3 separate regions of the Mus musculus genome follow, and regions 2 and 3 are each linked to region 1. A link is a contact called in public Micro-C and promoter capture Hi-C data. All regions are on one chromosome and are shown on one strand. Each heading gives the region's core, a stretch centred on a gene start, on an enhancer-like site or on the middle of the called end of the contact. The rest is flanking DNA. Distances are from core to core; before and after follow the strand shown. Region 1 holds the start of Rasgrf1 (RAS protein-specific guanine nucleotide-releasing factor 1). Region 2 holds the start of Sox14 (SRY (sex determining region Y)-box 14). Region 3 holds the start of Foxl2 (forkhead box L2).

What was found. Promoter capture Hi-C pulls out the DNA fragments that hold promoters and counts their contacts. Hi-C and Micro-C count contacts between places; a contact is called where the count stands out from the background.
Region 2: a contact with region 1 is called in a Micro-C map of embryonic stem cells, with 11 times the contacts expected there. The contact joins the promoter of Sox14 here to the promoter of Rasgrf1 in region 1. A contact is called at or near these places in 1 of 39 promoter capture datasets (second pharyngeal arch cranial neural crest) and 3 of 484 Hi-C or Micro-C datasets (all in embryonic stem cells).
Region 3: a promoter capture Hi-C map of embryonic stem cells shows a contact between it and region 1. The contact joins the promoter of Foxl2 here to the promoter of Rasgrf1 in region 1. A contact is called at or near these places in 2 of 39 promoter capture datasets (cranial neural crest and embryonic stem cells).

What each region holds. Positions count from the first base shown.
Region 1 is chr9:89,908,097-89,912,008 of GRCm38.p6, forward strand. Rasgrf1 (RAS protein-specific guanine nucleotide-releasing factor 1) reads left to right here and starts at 1,679. Exons shown (of 27, transcript NM_011245.2): 1 at 1,679-2,177. The coding sequence starts at 1,902.
Region 2 is chr9:99,874,040-99,877,951 of GRCm38.p6, forward strand. Sox14 (SRY (sex determining region Y)-box 14) reads right to left here and starts at 2,131. Exons shown (of 1, transcript NM_011440.1): 1 at 67-2,131. The coding sequence starts at 1,645. The coding sequence ends at 923.
Region 3 is chr9:98,953,352-98,957,263 of GRCm38.p6, forward strand. It overlaps Foxl2 (forkhead box L2), which reads left to right and starts at 2,256. Exons shown (of 1, transcript NM_012020.2): 1 at 2,256-3,912. The coding sequence starts at 2,310. The coding sequence ends at 3,437. It overlaps Foxl2os (forkhead box L2, opposite strand), which reads right to left and starts at 1,959. Exons shown (of 8, transcript NR_003248.3): 1 at 1,054-1,959; 2 at 853-883; 3 at 677-767; 4 at 254-506.

The DNA.
Region 1 (3,912 bases), core at 429-2,928:
TTTACATAAAAACCTCAATCCTGAAAGTTCTGCTTCTACAAGAAGGCAAGGGAAGTTAGGTGGCTGCCTGCAGTCAGAACTCTGACATGGAAGCATCAGGAATTCAAGCCAGTCTGGGCTACATAACAAGATGCAGTCTGAAAAGAGAAGGGCTAGGTAGGGAAAAGATGACTGGGGCAGGAGAAAGGAGAAAATTAGAAAACAAGGGGGAAATTATTCCAATCATTTCACAGGCTCTCTCTTGTGCAAATCAAGTCTGCATGAAGGGGCTTAGCCCTCTGCCCTTTTTCTTTTGATTACCCGAGGAAGAAAAATTAACATCATTTAGGAACACGGGCCTGGGCCACTATGCCCTGAACTGGAATAGCTCCATTCCAGACTATGGTGCATGGTGTGTGTGTGTGTGTGTGTGTGTGTGTGTGTGTGTGTGTGTGTGTGTGTTTCTAAAGGGGGAAGGGCTCTCGCGGTTCTGTGAGGAAAGATGGTGTTGTTTTGTGTGTGTGTGTGTGTGTGTTTTTCTCTCTCCAGAGAGCTGCGAGGACACCCGTCCCGGCTGCAAACTGTCAGCGCCGGGCGCCGTTCCCGGTTTCAACGAGGCCGCTGCCCTCTGCGGCAGACGGCGATGCGCGCTCCCCGCACCAGAACCCGGCTGGCCCGGCAGCCCGCGCGCTCTGCCGGTGCAGCATGCGGGCGCTGTGACGTTCTCGAATAAATGCCGTGTAACTGTGTAGGCGAATTGAAGCTAAAAATAAGAACGGAAAATCTATCATTAAGGTATCATTGCGCCAGCGCAGCTATGTGAAGGCTCCCATGGTCCCAGGCGCCTGTGTTTGAAGCCCGCCTTCAGGCTTCTGGGATATTTGCTGAAAACTCCCACCAGTGGCTTGCCAGCCAGACCTTGGGGTTTATGGGGTGACACCGGTTATTATGGCAATGCTCAAAATGGAGCGGTCACCTCTTCCCACCCAAGTTCACCCCTTTTATTCTCGTGTCGCCGGCGAAGCCGCGAGGAATAGAGAAAAAAAAACAGACTCGAACGGTTATGAACAAACTAGTGCATCCCTTTTACTATCCACCTTCCTCCATCCACCTTGAATTAGAAAAATAAAGTAGGGAAAGAAGGTGAGAGAAAGCTGTAGGAGAGAAAAACGACAAATGGGGCCGACCCTAGGTCTAAGGTGCGCCGCGGCGGGGCGCAAAGAACACAAACTCCGAGGAGGCGAGCCTCCGGGGTGCCATTGGCTTGAACGAAAATTGATCTGATTTGGCTTAGAACACCCGAAGTAGAGAAGAGGAAAACAAGGAGGGAGGGGTAGGCGTGTATGTGTGCGTGTGCGTGCGTGTGTGTGTGTGTGTGTGTGTGTGTGTGTGTGTGTGTATGTGTGTGTTTGCGTGTGTGCGTGTGTTTGCGTGTGTGTGTCCGGGGAGGGGAGGAGGCGCCAAGGTGCAGCCTGCGTGCGGCTCTGCGCCTCGGCGGGGCTGCGTGCGTGTGTCCCTGTCCGCGCTGCTGAAACGGGCTCTTCGAGGGATTGGCGTCATATGACTCCGCCTGCTGCCCCCAGCCCTCGCGCAGACCGCCCTCCCCTCAGTTAGCTGAGGGAGGGTCGTGCAACATCCCCAGGGGCCCCCGCGGCTCTGCGGAGAGAAGAGGTTCCAGCCAGGAAGGGTCCAGCTAGGAGCGAGCACGGCGCCCGATCTCAAAGTGTAGATCTTGAAGGGGGCGGGGTGTGAGAGAGCGAGGGAGGGCGGGGGAGCGAGAGAGAGAGAGAGAGCGCGCGCGAGGGAGAGCGAGGGAGCGATTCAGAGAGCGCCAGAGAACGGCAGAGCGCGCACCGACGAGGGGCATTCGGATGCCTCTCTGAGATGTAAGTGCGTAGCAGTCTCTCAGGCCTTCTAGCATCATGCAGAAAGCCATCCGGCTTAACGATGGCCACGTCGTGACCCTGGGACTGCTGGCACAGAAGGACGGCACGCGCAAAGGCTACCTGAGCAAGAGGAGTGCGGACAACCCAAAATGGCAAACCAAGTGGTTTGCCCTGCTCCAGAACCTGCTTTTCTACTTCGAAAGCGACTCCAGCCCTCGGCCCTCGGGGCTCTACCTGCTCGAGGGAAGTATCTGTAAACGCGCGCCCTCCCCCAAGCGAGGGACCTCCTCCAAGGAGTCCGGCGAGAAACAGGTGAGGGAGCGCCGCGTCCCGACCTCCCGCGCCCCTGCTAAGGCCTTTGAGGGTTCAGGGCCTTCCATCCAGCTTTGGGGACAGAACTTTGACCCTCTCCTCTAAGAATTCAGGGCGTCTCAGCATCTTTCGCGGGAAGGACCGGCTGGACCAAATTGGGAGGGTGACCCTAGTGCGGGCAGAGGAGGCAGGGACTGCGGGTAGGGCGCCGCTACCAGCTGCGACCGCCCTTGGCAGGGTAAACCCCGTAGGAGTGGCGGGGGGGGGGTGTTGGTGGTGGCGGGGACAGGAAGCCTGAAACTTGGAGATAGAGATGAAGATGGGGTCCAAAGGACCTACTCGGGCAAGGAATTTCATCACCGTCCGACTTAAAATGGTGCCCCTAGCCCCATCCCAACCCCCACCCTCACCCCCATCCTTGATAGTCCCCATCTTCTGCCCGAAATGTGAAATTCCTTACACTTAGGCTTGGAAAGGGTGAGACAGACGTCGAAGCGTCGCGGTCCCCTGTCTCACGCAGCTAGGGGAGAATTATAATCTGCGCTAGCCTGGCCGAGTTAGGGAATTGGGGTGGGGGTGGGGGGCTGGGGAGTCGTTATTTTGTGTGATCTAGTGATGATGTGCTTCAGCTGGCTCTGGCCAGGCTAACAAACCCCAGGGTTTACAAACAAACGCTGAAATGCGCGGAGGCCAGGGCCAGGGCTGCTGCGAAGCAGTGGGACAAGTGGGTTCTTCTTTCCTCCCCCGCCCCTTGCGCCGCAGCGGCCGCTGCAGTCGCCGCGGTAGCGCTGCGCTCACTCGTTCATTCGCTTGTGGCGTTGTCCAAAAAGCAAGGCTAAAGGGCTAGGCCGCGATCTGCAGCGGGCCTAGACGTCAGAGACGCGCTAGTTTGCCATTGAAATGGGAGGGGCACGTGCAGCTTCTGGGTGGGAACCCTCAGGGAGAGAGATCTTTAAGCTTGATATCCCTCCCAAGGTATCTGGTCCCCTGACTTCTGGGAGGGAAGGAAAAATACATGACAGTGTATCCTAAAATGTCAGCTCTAGGAGAGGCCTGACATTCACAGGGCCCAGCCCCACCTGGCTATTTGCCCGGATGGAGACACTGAGGCCTAGAGAGGGAGAGGGGGAGGGGGGAGGAGAGAGAGAGATATTGATTGATTTTTTTTGCACAGCGTCATAGCAGGAGTCGACGTCGACGTAATGTTCTGAGAAGACAACCAACCAGGATCTCAAAAACATTCAGGCTGGTGGCAATTGAATTGACTGGGATGACAGCCACCCTTGAAGTCTCCTTCTCCATAATTAGGACAGAGATCGGTACTCTGTCCCTTCACCACTCTCTTCATACCTTGCCTTAGCTCCTTTAGTATTAGGTTTCTGGGGAGGGGGGAGCTTGGAAGTGGGGGCAGAAATTTGGGGGGTGACTCTTGAGAATGACTAGTCAGGTGACCAGGCAGAGGCTCCCTGATGGCAAGGAACAGCAGCTCCTTTAGCTTGTAGCCAAATGGAGCCTTACTGGGCTCAGCTAGACCACCCAGACCCAGACTGTCTGCCCTTCTGCCCACCCACTGTCTGCAGCCACAGCACACCTGTATCTACCAGTAGATTGCACCCCACAGGCTCAGCCAGGGCCCTCTGGTGCCCCAGCTCCCTACATCACAGTAGGATCTGAGCTCCTAGGTAGTAAGGAAGACGGAATAGGGGAGCCATGTTGATGCAGGTTCAAGGTCTCC
Region 2 (3,912 bases), core at 881-3,380, about 10 Mb after region 1:
AGCCTGGAAGAAGACTCCATCTCCTTGACCTGAGCCTCCTTACTAGATTTTTATGCACATCCAAGGTTACTTTTTTGCAATGACAGATTGTCTTTATTCAAAACGTCTTTGTTCAACAAATGAACAGAGGAATGAGGGAAAAAATCCTTCTAGGTACATTTCCAAGACATTGTCCAAACATTTATGACCATGTAGGATGTTTATTATTATTATTATTATTTTAAGGTTTTGTCCACTTTCTACTTCCTGACTTCATTACCTGACATTCTGTCTAAAAGTAAACTTAGGTGTCTAGGAGTACTGCGGGTACACAAAGCGAAAAGCCACGTGGTTCCTTTTTGTTTTCTTTTTATCGAAGCAAACACGACCATAGTATGGTTTTAAACAGAAAGGTTTCCCTTCCTGAAGTTTTAAACTTTTAAGCCTTTCACCTCCCCACACACAGGAAGAGCAAATGGTGCCTAGCTGTGTCTGACGGCACAGCACCAAGACTCAGCTCTTTTTCTTCAGTGGGAAAGGAAAAAATATATATATACGCATATTCTAGATATAATACCAGGATCTGGGAGTTCCGAGTCCAAAGCCTATCCGCGGACAGTGAGGGGGACGTAAATAAAGCAAAACTGCCTACTTTTTTTTTTGTCCAAAGGGGGTACAGTCGAGACTTGCTTTGGGAGAGTCGGGAGAGGGGAAGAAGATGTGTAGCTTTCTAAATGTTTGCAAATTTCTGGCACCAGTCTGTGCCTTGGGTCCAGGATGATGGCCCTTCCCTTCCCCCCTGGAAGAGAGAGGCAGAGTCTGGGGTGGGCAAGGGGCAGCGGCAGGCCTGACCCAGAGGCATCTGCGGGCCAGACTAGGTGCAAAGGAAAGGATTCAGATCTCTGCTTCCACGCTACCCATCAGGTCCGGGCCAAGCTTGGGGTTACATGGCCGTAGCGTGGGCTGACGAATAAGGGTCTATGCCAGTCTTGGTCATGCCTGGGAAGAGGATGTAGGCGACAGGGGGCTGCAGGGTGGAGGCAGACCAGGCGGTACAGTTACAGGGCACCACGTAGCCCGGGTTGGTGGGGGACGGGTGCGTGTGCGTGTGCTGGCTGGGGCAGCTGAGACTGCCGAAGGCGCCGTTCTGATAGCCCAGGGTGGACGCGTAGGGCAGCGCGCTGGTGGCCAACGTGTGGGGCACTTCACCCATCTTCTGGATGGCACTGGAACTAAATTGCGCAGGGTCCAGCAGGGAGTAAGGTGCCGAGGCAGGCGGCAAGAAGGCCCGGGCTTTCTCGGGCGCGCTCAGGAGGCCGTCGGAAGCCCCCACGGGCAGGCCGGCCGCCTTGAGCGGGTCCGTGTCGCCCAGGTAGGGCAGGGGGAAGACATACCTGTCCTTCTTGAGCAGGTTCTTCGGCTTGCGCCGCGGCCGGTACTTGTAGTCAGGGTGCTCCTTCATGTGTTGGGCGCGCAGCCTTTTGGCTTCATCGATGTAAGGCCGCTTCTCTGCCTCGGACAGGAGCTTCCATTCGGCGCCCAGGCGTTTGCTGATCTCCGAGTTGTGCATCTTGGGATTTTCCTGGGCCATCTTGCGCCGCTGGCCCCGGGACCATACCATGAAGGCATTCATGGGCCGCTTGATGTGGTCTGAAGGTTTGGACATGGTCCCGGCGAGGCGGGCGGGGGCGGGGAATGCAGGGGCTCTGCGGGCGAGCCTGGGCGCGGTTGGCCGTCTGTCTTTCTGTCCGTCCTGAGCCCGGGACTCTGAACTCCCCTCGTCTCGGAGCCGCAGAGGGGAAATCAGAGAGAAGAGCTGACCCTGCAAAGTTTTCAACTGATCATGCCAGTCCCAGCCCCCAGGCAGCCCCCAGGGGGCCGAAGGGTAGGAAGGGCAGCGGGGATGAGAGGGCGCTCGGCCTGGAGTCTGTGGGCACCAGAGATTGGGGCCCAAGTACCAGAGTCTTGGGATTAAGTGGCTAGGTAATTTTCTGGCAAGGGCAGGAGATTCCTCCTTCGCTCCCTCTTCACCTTCGCCTTCTCTCCTTCCCGTCTCTCCCCTGGCTTCTCTGGCCGTGGCTCCCCCCCTCCCGTGGTTTCCGGGCGCTGCTTTGCCTAGCACTGCACCTGGCCGAGAATGCGGGGAGGCTGGTGAACTGCAGCCAAAAGCGGCGAAGTTCAAAGGCGAGGTGGGCCGGGACCGCACGCACTCTGACATAAGCGCGGGGCGGCGACTCCCCAACCTGGGCTCCAATCAGCAGCAGGGAAGGCGAGGGGGCGCACCTGCCAACTCGCGAGTAGTGGAAACCCGGAGCGTCCCTGATGGGGGCGGGGAGAGGTATGAGGGACAGAGAGACCGCCACCGCGAACAGAGCGGCTTGATAGCTCAGGATTCGGGGCGGGGGTTCACATTGTCTCTGGCACTGTCAAAAAATTAAAACTCTTCGTGACCCCTGTTTTTCTTCCCCAGTTGTTCAAAGGAGAACCGGTGCTTCTAATAATATAAAGACCCAGGAAGCTGTCAGCCAAGCCAGCAAGCCCAGAGCTCACGTAGATAAATAGGACAGTCCCGTCACCAAATGGGAAGACAGCACCCTCTACCCCCACCCCGCCCCCAACAACACACACTTGTCAAAGATCCTTGGGAGAGGAAAAGAATATATCAAACTCAGGCCAAAACCAAAATAAACTTTTCGCGCCAGAACATCTACGGTGCTTTGGTATCATTCTCCCAGGTTGGCTTTAGGCGGCGCCTCCACCTGTAATCCAGGACGCTCTGCGGAGCAGTTCTGGGTCCCTGGGGGTCGGAGCCAAGAGCTTTGAGCCGAGACCAGGATGCTTCATGCGGGCTTCGCAGAGGTTTAGAGTCCTGATTGGCAAGCCCTTAACACTCTTCACTTTGGGGGCCCTTGCCACTAGGACTCTTCACTTTGAGGGTTGAGTGTGGTAGGCAGAGGTCCATCCTGATTCTTATTCACCTATGTTATTATTATTAGGCGATTTAAAACTCGAAGCTTCCCTCAACGTCCAAACTGCAAGGGCAGAGGGAAGGCGGGGCTTGGGGACCTTCCTGGTCTCTCTTCTGCGCCTGCAGCGTGGAGCCTCAGGCTGTACCCTCTTAGCTAGGGTCAATTTTTCTCAGGGTGCCTTTTCCCACCCAGTGAGGATGGGGGCTCGTTTCTCGAGTCAGATGAGCATTCTTCGGGTAAAGAGGACGAAATAACCCGCCGAGCCAACCTGCGAGCCTGTTTTCTTTGAATAATTGCCTGGCCGATGCGAAATGCCCTTGGGGGAAATATTTATTAAATGGAAACCATTGTCCCGGGTCCTGAAGGACTGGAGTGTGTTCCAGACTTATTGGCTTTTGCGCTAGCCAGTCTCTCCCGGGAGGAGGACAGGCCGAAATGCCCACGGCGCAGTCGGCTACCAGAAGCTGCGAGTGGGGGTAGGTGGGCGGCAAGAAGGGAGGGCCTTTTTTTTTAATGTAGTGTGTTGTGTTTGAAGGAGAGAATTTATTTCCGCTTCCTATGATTGCAAAAACGTGGGGGCGGGGGGGGGGCGGGAAATCGGTCAGCTTTAGGGCTGTTCTTAACAGTGTTGGATGTTATTCCCATTTCACAGATGAGGAATAATTTCCGGGAGAACTGATCTTCATTCTGATTTATTTAGAGGCAGCTGGAGCCCCTACTTTCTGAGAAAACTTTCACCTCTACCTGGGGAGGCTACCTTCCTATTGTAAAGCAGATACACAACATTTGAATTCCTCCAAAGGTGGCCCTTCACTCTCAGCTTCTCTCCTTTCTACCTCTCTCCTTCCCTCCCGTCCCCTTCTCTCTCCTCACCTCTCCCTTCTCTTCTTTCCGCTCCCCCCTGGCCCCCACCTCCCTAGAGATTACTAAAGCAGAAGTACCGTTCTGCGAACTTCCAGGAGAA
Region 3 (3,912 bases), core at 1,006-3,505, 9.0 Mb after region 1:
GATATTTTTCCCCTGCCCAGAACCAAGCAGACTCAGATCCAGACCCATAACCTGGGCATGCCTGATGGTGAGGAAGAAGACAAACACCTGCAGGCATGCTCAGAAAACAGACAAGTATTGAAGAAGTGCTGTTTGTCTCTTGAGTGTGCTCAGGGCGGTGAGGGATAGCTTAGAAAAACATGGAGGCTACTTGGGGATACTGTCAATAAGGGCTAGATGTGGGTATTTCTCAGAGAAATTTAGAGAAGCCTACCTCCCTTGTATCCTGGTGGTTAGGCCGGGTTTGCCTGGCTGACCTCTCTGTAGTCATCTTTGAGATGTTGGACTACACACACACACACACACACACACACACACACACACACACACACACAGAGTCCTCCTTTCCCTTCATCTCAAAGTGGGAAGCACAAGCACACACTGTAGATAAATGGTCTTCGGACCGCTGGAGCCACTGGCCAGTGTGGGCTCGTGGCATTCTGGAGAACTCTTAAAGTCCAAGCAACCTGAAAGAAAGAGGTAGAAACAGGCACTGGGATAGCCACCTAGATGTGTGACTGGCACACATCATTCATTCAGACCATTATCCTTCACAACGTGTCTGATCACTCTTCCTCAGCCTCTCTCACACTTCCAAGACTGCAAACCTGTGTTAAGGCTGAGTGACAGGGCACACCTGATGTTGTGCTGGCACGGAAGGAATTCCTCTAAGTCCGTTTTCTATTTTCGGAGATGTAACTGGATCCCCACCAGACTTCGGCTATTATCTTAAAAACAAGGGGAAAGACTACTGTCCATTCGTGACTGGGACGCGAGAAAGCGCCTCCCCAGCCTGTGGTTTTCCTTCCTTACCTATGCTGGAAGGAGAAGATGCAGGTAACGGCTGTAAGGGTAGGAAGGACAAAGGAAGACAGGAAAAAAAAAAAAAAAAGAGGTTGTATCCACGAACCATGTTCATGGATACAACCATGTACTCTGGTGCTTGATTCATACACCTCACTAAGCAAAAATAAGCAAATACAAGTCTCACACATTGTACATATATAAGCATACCTGGGTTTCTGAACAGCACACTTGCGCAGTATCACGTGTGTCTTTAAGAACAGATTTTTGCCCCGTGCCTTCCACGCGTGACACTTGTGCACGCAACAGTCCCCAAAGCCCCTCAGCAACATCCTCGTCTGTGTCCAAGCCAGAGTACAAGGGATACCACTTGATCTTTAAAACACACACCCAAATTGTGGGATTGCAAGGCGAGTTCCAAGGAGAAAGCTGGTCCCTACATCCACCTCAGCACAGAGAAGCGAAACGTCCGATGCCAGTGAGCGGTACTCCTGGGTGTCTCTTCCCAGCGATCCTCTCCCCAGCCTCAATTGGGCTCAGAGAGCTCGAGGGACAGAGCAGGCCGAAGCTTCTGCCTTCCGTGACACGAGCTCTGAGCTGGTTTACCTCCAGCTGCCGCAAAGTTCGGCCACTCCACCCCGGTCCGGCCCCCTTGCCATCTCGCCCCTCCCTAAGCCTCAAAGCTAGAAGTCTAGCCCCAGCACAGCCCGAAGCACAGAGCAAAGGGTTTTGTTTTCTTTCACCTGAAAGCTGCCCAGAGGCTTGGATCACCTCTCCTCGCTGGGGTCAGCATTCCCGGGGCACTGGCAGGGCGCAGCGAGCCCCAACCAGGGCTTTTCGGCGAAGCAAACACCCGCAGATTTTCAAGACTCGTAAGAGCGTGAGGCAGGCTGTTGGCTGGGCCCGGGAGGCTCCGGAGGCTCGGGAAGGCCGGTCCAAGTTCTGCCGGCCGTTTAAAAAAAAAAGGAGACTTAGAGATGAACTCGCCCGTGCGCTGCTGGCTGCCCCGCTATAGGGGCGAAGGCCCCTGACGCAAGCGGAACTCTGCGGAGCCCATACGAATCAGAACGGAGCGAGGCTCCTGGCGCACTAGGGACTCCAGGAGGCGGCTGCGCCAGAGACGCGGGTCGCGCCTCGGGGAAACCGGGCGGTGGGGGGAGGGGAGAGCTCAGCCAAGAAAACCCACCGAGGCGGGGACTGGCCTGGGCGGGGAGGGGCGGCGGGGCCGGAGCCCCTCGCTGTTGGGCAGACTCCCGATGGCCAGAGGCTGACTTCCACTCCCGCAGACCGCTCCCCGGGGGGAAAAGAGAAGAGAGTGAGAGCCGCGCGAGGCCTCCGGTCCCCGCAGCCTGCAGAAGTTAGAGGCTCTGCGCCGAGCGCACACTCCTGCGCCCGCCTGCAAGGCGAGCCTGCACCAGGAGAGCACAGCCTCCGGGCTGCCCGGCCGCGGAGAGCCGGCTTTTGTCATGATGGCCAGCTACCCCGAGCCCGAAGACACGGCGGGGACCCTGCTGGCTCCGGAGAGCGGACGCGCAGTCAAAGAGGCCGAGGCGTCGCCGCCGAGTCCCGGCAAGGGAGGCGGGACAACACCGGAGAAACCAGACCCCGCGCAGAAGCCCCCGTACTCGTACGTGGCGCTCATCGCCATGGCGATCCGCGAGAGCGCCGAGAAGAGGCTCACTCTGTCCGGCATCTACCAGTACATCATAGCCAAGTTCCCGTTCTACGAGAAGAACAAGAAGGGCTGGCAGAATAGCATCCGCCACAACCTCAGCCTCAACGAGTGCTTCATCAAGGTGCCGCGCGAGGGCGGCGGCGAGCGCAAGGGCAACTACTGGACGCTCGACCCGGCCTGCGAGGACATGTTCGAGAAGGGCAACTACCGGCGCCGCCGCCGCATGAAGCGGCCCTTCCGGCCGCCGCCCGCTCACTTCCAGCCCGGCAAGGGGCTCTTCGGGAGCGGAGGAGCGGCGGGTGGCTGCGGCGTGCCCGGAGCTGGGGCCGATGGCTATGGCTACCTGGCGCCACCCAAGTACCTGCAATCGGGGTTCCTCAACAACTCCTGGCCCCTGCCGCAGCCTCCCTCGCCCATGCCCTACGCCTCCTGCCAGATGGCGGCGGCTGCGGCGGCCGCTGCTGCAGCCGCTGCAGCCGCCGGCCCGGGCAGCCCCGGTGCAGCCGCGGTGGTCAAGGGGCTGGCGGGCCCCGCCGCCTCCTACGGGCCGTACTCGCGCGTGCAGAGCATGGCGCTGCCTCCGGGCGTCGTGAACTCCTACAACGGCCTGGGGGGCCCTCCTGCCGCACCACCGCCGCCGCCACCGCCGCCGCACCCTCACCCGCACCCTCACGCACATCATCTGCACGCGGCCGCTGCGCCCCCGCCAGCCCCGCCACACCACGGGGCTGCCGCGCCTCCCCCGGGTCAGCTCAGTCCCGCCAGCCCGGCCACCGCCGCGCCCCCGGCACCCGCGCCCACGAGCGCGCCCGGCCTGCAGTTCGCCTGCGCCCGGCAACCCGAGCTCGCCATGATGCATTGCTCATACTGGGACCACGACAGCAAGACGGGCGCGCTGCACTCGCGTCTGGATCTCTGAGTGCCAACGCGCGCGGGAGCGGTCCCCCACCCCTATCCCGGGAGTGGAGGAGCCGAGCTCGGGTCGCAGCCGCAGCAGCCAGCCTGACAGCGCGCACTCCGGGACAGCTTCTGGATGCAGAGCCCTCGAGCGGTCTGCCCTTCCTCGGTCCGCCCCGCTCCTGCGACTCCGCTTTGTCGCCTCCGCTGCTCCTCCGGTGCTCTTCCCCGCCGCGGCCTCTGCTTTCCCGTGCTGCTGGCCGGAGGCCGCCCACTCCGTGCTTTCCGCGGGCCTCCTCTCCTCACCGCAGGGAGTGAGTCCCCGGCCGAGGTGCGGTCGAAGTGTCTGAGACGCAGCTTACCTCTTGGCCCTCTCTTCCAGGTCGGTGGACTCAAGCTCGATTTTATTTTTAATTCCCCACCCCGACTGTCTGCGACTAGAAGCGCTAGGCTGCTGGGGGAAGAGGGACCCACACTACCGGAGAATGGAAAGAACG